Linked DNA regions of Muntiacus reevesi: region 1 is linked to region 2. The links are chromatin contacts, called in public Hi-C maps. All regions are on one chromosome and are shown on one strand. Each heading gives the region's core, a stretch centred on a gene start, on an enhancer-like site or on the middle of the called end of the contact. The rest is flanking DNA. Distances are from core to core; before and after follow the strand shown.

Evidence for each region. A called contact is a pair of places that touch in the nucleus more often than the background predicts.
Region 1: a contact with region 2 is called in a Hi-C map of muscle, with 16 times the contacts expected there. The contact joins the promoter of LOC136168707 here to the promoter of TOR3A in region 2. A contact is called at or near these places in 2 of 3 Hi-C or Micro-C datasets (blood and muscle).

The regions. Positions count from the first base shown.
Region 1 is chr5:106,192,616-106,195,315 of mMunRee1.1, reverse strand. LOC136168707 (tRNA N(3)-methylcytidine methyltransferase METTL2-like) reads left to right here and starts at 1,307. Exons shown (of 3, transcript XM_065936413.1): 1 at 1,307-1,338; 2 at 2,596-2,700. The coding sequence starts at 1,307. It overlaps AXDND1 (axonemal dynein light chain domain containing 1), which reads right to left. Exons shown (of 25, transcript XM_065937172.1): 4 at 185-305.
Region 2 is chr5:105,927,687-105,930,386 of mMunRee1.1, reverse strand. It overlaps TOR3A (torsin family 3 member A), which reads right to left and starts at 1,257. Exons shown (of 6, transcript XM_065936128.1): 1 at 901-1,257. The coding sequence starts at 1,168.

The DNA of each region.
Region 1 (2,700 bases), core at 58-2,557, 260 kb before region 2:
CTGCTTAAGATACACTTGATCTTCTCCTAGTAAATTCCCTTTCCTAGAAAAAATTAGAAAGCGCCATGAAAAAATTAGAAAGCCTAAACAATGCAGGCCGTTAAGTTTGACGTGGCTTTATATTCTGAGGATTTTTTTTTTTAAGTAGAGAGAGGGAGAGGAAGTTGTCAAACACTTTATTTACCTTATGAGGCACAATGACTCCATCACGTGACTGCAGTGTGCGGTCCGCTCGTGGGGGACAAACTGCACTCTCCCTCGTCTCTCCTTTAACATATTTCACATCGTACAGAAAAGAAATATCCCTAAGATTAAAAAAATAAAAATTTACAAAATAAGTTTTTTGTTTGGCTACTGGATAAAAGTGGGTAATGCCCACATACATCCTTCTAGTGGGTAAAAAGGGACACAAAACTGGCCTCCTTACCTCATACTTTACTTAGAAGGCTGAGGCATTAGGGTTTTCCCCCACATCCTTCCTTTTCTCCATCTCAAATTTCCTTCTCTTTTCCTTCAGCCTCAGGTTAAGATGCATTCTATCCCCCAAGATTACTTCCTCCACTTCAGCCCTTCATTTCATCTTTGCCCACATTCTTGGGGATCTCATTCCATCAATTATAATTTCTGTGTATTTCCTTTTCTCCTGAAATATTCCCTCCGGCCTATAACTCAGGTTGTTTCCTCTTCTAAAAATCATCCTTTGACTGTGCATTGTCGTCAAGTTACCTTGATCTACCTCGTACTTTCTGCTCAACATTAGACTTCTTAAAATCTCCCTGCAAATCTGACTTCATTCCCATCTCTCTGCTGAAATCATTCTCCAGAAAGCTGAGGATGACTTTCTACAGTTAAGTCACCAGTTCTCATCTTCCACTGTTCTTCTGGGTATTTTCCAGGGTTGATCACCTCACCTTCTAAAAACACTCTCCTCTCTCCTGCCCTCTGTATGACTGGACTCCCTTGGTTCTTTCATCCCACCCACTCCTTCTTGGACATCTCTGTGACCTCCTGCCTACCAAATGGAAATTTTCCACAACATCCTATCCGCATTTCTCTGTGCTTTCCCTACACTTCCTCCCTTGGCTATGCTATCAAATCTCACCTTATCATACTTGTTACATCTAGATACAACTAAATAATTCTCCCCCATTCTAACTTTTCATCCTTCTGTAATCACTAGTTCTAACCACCACTCTACTCATCAAAAATCTCAGCATCCATAATTGATTCTGTCCCATCCTTTGTCCTCAATATCTGTCACTAACACATATTAATTTTATAGTCACTCTCCTCTTGTCTCTTGCCAATGCCAAATCAGGGCAACCCTTGCCATGTAAGGTATGTATTCACAGGGTCCAAGGACTGGTGTGAGGACATTTCAGAGAAGCCACTATCCTGTCTTACCATTCTACAGATCTCCACATTTCTAAAAATTCCTACTGAGATGTCATTTGACATTAAAAGTTTAATGTCAGATTATTGCTGCACACAGAGATAATAATTTTTCAAAGTACTTCAAATATCTCATAACTACTACTTATTAAATGTTAATAATTAAAGTCATGGTCCACTGGCATAAAATAAAGTACCAATACTTATGACACCAAAGCCCCAGAACACAGTCTGTAACCTAAATTTCTGCCACTTTTTCTAGCACTGAGCCATAGCTGAGTAAAAACACCTTATATTTACACAGCAGTGAGAGCAGTGTTCGGTTTTACAAGTGCTCTTGCATTCATTATCTCATTGTGCTTTCTATATCTCCGGGAGGTACACAAAATGGAGTCAGTCTATTATTCCCTTTTTACAAATAAGAAATTGAACTCAGAAAGACTAAATAATCTACCTAAGTATTAGTAACTGTAAACTCACTATTAAGTGGTATTTCAGTAAGGAGCATGGCAGGAGTAAGTGTTTTTGGAGGGAGTAAATTGATAAATGAACCCATACGCAGAAAATTAGGAGATCACAATCTTCACAGGGAAAATGTTGACCCTTTGGATATTTTTAGAAATGATATAAAAACAACAAATATAACTTGCTGATTTGATCACTTCCTTGATGGTGGTGCAGTGGTAGAGAATCTGCCTGCCAATGCAGGAGGCGCAAGAGACCTGGGTGCGATCCCTGGATCTGGAAGATCTCCTGGAGGAGGAAATGGCAACCCACTCCAGTATTCTTGCCTGGACAATTCTATGGACAGAGGAGCCTGGTGGGCTGCAGTCCACGGGGTGCAAAGAGTCAGACATGACTGAGCGACTGAGCACACACGTGTGTAAAGTTTAAGGGTTTGCTCTGAGGAGAACCAGGGTTTAAGAACTTATTTTTCAAGTTTTTGCATGTCATGAAACTGTGTTACCTAGCTCTTCTCAGAAGTGCAAATAAAAGAGGCCCGAAGACATTCTGCCTGAAATTGTCCCTCCTACTAGAGTACAAGGGATAGGAGAATATGGGGACAAGTACACAGAGACACCAAAGCAAATTTAAATGAGTGAAATGTCAGAAGAGCCAGCTTCTACTGCCATCCTACTGATAATAATCATACACAAAAGGTAGACCCATGCCCTCTTCAGATTCTATGCTGGTTCATTAAAGATACTTCAAGGATCCTGCCGCGGTCTGCAGGAAGAGGCAGCAGTTCAGGAGCTGGTTTCTGAGCGACCCCGCTCGCGTCTTTCACCACAATGCCTGGGACAACGT
Region 2 (2,700 bases), core at 8-2,507:
GGCCAGGCTCCATTCTTCTATCAGATGTCAACTGGAATATACTGAGCGTTGGCAAAAACGAAAAAAAAAAAAAAAAAAAAACATTCACTGGAACTTAGAACTTTTGATTTAGGGACTTCCCTTGGTGGTCCAGTGGTTAAGACTCTGTATTTCCAATGCAGGGAGCATAGGTTGGATCCCTGGTTGGAGAACTAAGATCCCTCATGTCTGGAGGCCCCGCTCCCCTCCCCGCCAAAAAAGAACTTTTAATTTAAATGAAAGATGTTTCTAGCACCATTGCAGGATTACCACCACAGAGCCTAGAGTTAAGGACATCCACTGCAAGGAGCCTCAGAGACCACCAGGGCCAGGACCTTTATGTTACAACCCTGCCTCACAATTTATCAGTGACAGAGAATAAATCAGAAGTCAGGTTTGGGGGACTCGTAGCCCAGCTTCGGCTTTTGTAAGCAGCAGAGGAGGAGGACAAGGTACTTGTGGGGAGTGTCCAACTGGGGGTTTTCCTTAAAGTCATCAAGAATGTGAGCAAGAGCAGCTCCTTGGAATAATGACAGGGCAGGTTCGGAGACAGCAGGGAAGTGTAAGCCGTGTCTGGAGGAGCCAGGAGCCGGCGGGGAGGGCAGCCAGGACCGCTCGTCTGCACAAGGACGCAGAGCCAGCGCTGGGGGCGGCAGCGGCGGCGGCAGTGATGAGGGTTCCCGGTTCCGCAGACGCTGCCCTGCTTTTAGCTCGGCCAAAAGGCTGGGCGGAACAGCAGAGCCGGCGGCTAAGGCGCTTGTCTGGTGACCCCGATCGCGACGGCCCAAGACGGGAGCGAGGCTCTGAACGCCGCGTCCGGATCCCAGCGGGCCTCGCGCATCCCGCCTGCCGGCTCCCGCCCTCCAGAGCCCAGGATCTTACCCGGGGACCGCGCCGACGCCTCCTCATCCTCCCCACAGTCCTGAGGCCAAACGCGGCAGCTGAAGCGAGCCCAGTAGTGTCTGGAGAGCGCGCCGGCCGCCCTCAGTCGCTCCCGCAGGCCCTGAAAGGCCAGCCAAGCCCCGGCCGAGCCCGCCTCCTCGGTCCCCTCCCTCGGCCTCGCCTGGCCGCCTTGTCCCCACGCACTCGGGGGCGGCAGCAGCAGCGACAGAAGCAGGAGCCAGAGCAGACGCTCTGTGCCCCCAAGCATGGCCAGGCCGGCAGCAGGTCCCTCCGCCGCTGGGCCTTCCCGGCCCTTTCAGGGTCCGGGCCTGACGGCGGGCGCCCGCACTTCCGAGGCCCGGATTGGCCAGGGATTGGCGTTGCTATGGGAACCGCAGGCGGGCCGAGCTCGTTTCCCTCGCCCGAACCGAAACCGAATGGTTCTTGAGACTGCAACCCGAGGCCACTTGCAGGCGCCGCCCAGCCGACTGGGGCCTCGCGGCCAGGCAGCAGTCTATTCTGGGTGATCGTGGTTGCAAAGAAGTTGAAGTCAGGCCTTGAAATGGCCACTGTCAATCACCCAGTTACTTTCTTTCGTTCGGCTCCGGTGGCTCACCTGAGGGCTACGAAATACGGGTACCCACTGGTGCCCTGTCGCGTGTCTGCAGATCAACTTCCTACCAACCTGTTAGATGAAACCGGGCAACCATCTCACCGGGAGCTTGACTTAGCCAGGGGAAGTCAGCCCTGGGCCTGGCTTCGCGACAGAGGGAAATGAAACAGAGCAGCAAGCAATCAGCAGGTTTTCACAGCTGGGGAAGCAAGCTAATGGACTCGACTGGAGATATTTCGATTTTGGAAACTCCCCGAGAGTCATGGAAAAATCACGAGGTCTCACGTCCATGTAATCACAGCCTGTTGAAAGTATTGAATGCACTTTCTGGGCTTAAATTTGCAACTTTTAAATGCTTGTGACTGAACAGCTTCTCAAGACACCGCTGGCAGAAGACCTCTGGGCCTCTTTTCTCCATAATATGAGCATGTAACAAGCTTGCTAGATTCCCCAAGTACTTACTGCATTTTTTTTTTCAAAGATCACCTGAGTTATTGAAGCCACTGACCTAAGAGCCATCTTGTCCTAGGAAGAAACTGGTGAATTCATGCTGATAAAATGACTGGTATTTACCCTGGTTTCTTTAAAAAAAATTCAAGTTTTAAGACTGTGGAAATAATTCTCTACTGGTAACTTTCATGGAGGGTTAACTGATAATATTTGAGATTGGATTTTGATTTTACATTTCACAGTATAAATAAAGCAGGTCGCTTGAAAGTTCTTGGACAATTTGATTTCAAGACATCTTTTCCCTTTTTAGGGACTCAGCTTTTTTTTTCATCCAAAGTCAGTCTCAGGTAGAAACAATGAATCCAAACACCAGTTTGCAGATAAGCCTCTATTTTCAGTTAAATTTGCTATTTCATTCTCAGTGCTTGGAGATCCCTGGTTGTAAAGCTAGGAGCAACATCTCATGGATGATGGAGACCTCTAGTGGCTCTGGTAAAAACTACAGGCAGCTGTGTTTCCTTACCAAGCAAACTCAATCCTACCCTAGAATAGCCGAAGAACCACTGGCTTTGGCACTGCCCTGAAGCTTGTTAGAAATGCAAACTCAGGCCCCAAACCTACTCAATCAAAATATGCATTTTAGCAAAGACTTTCAAAGAGCAAACGGGCACATAGCACCTTTACTAAGTTCATCTGGATGAAACCTAGCTTTGCAATAGACAACCTCCCCACCTGCT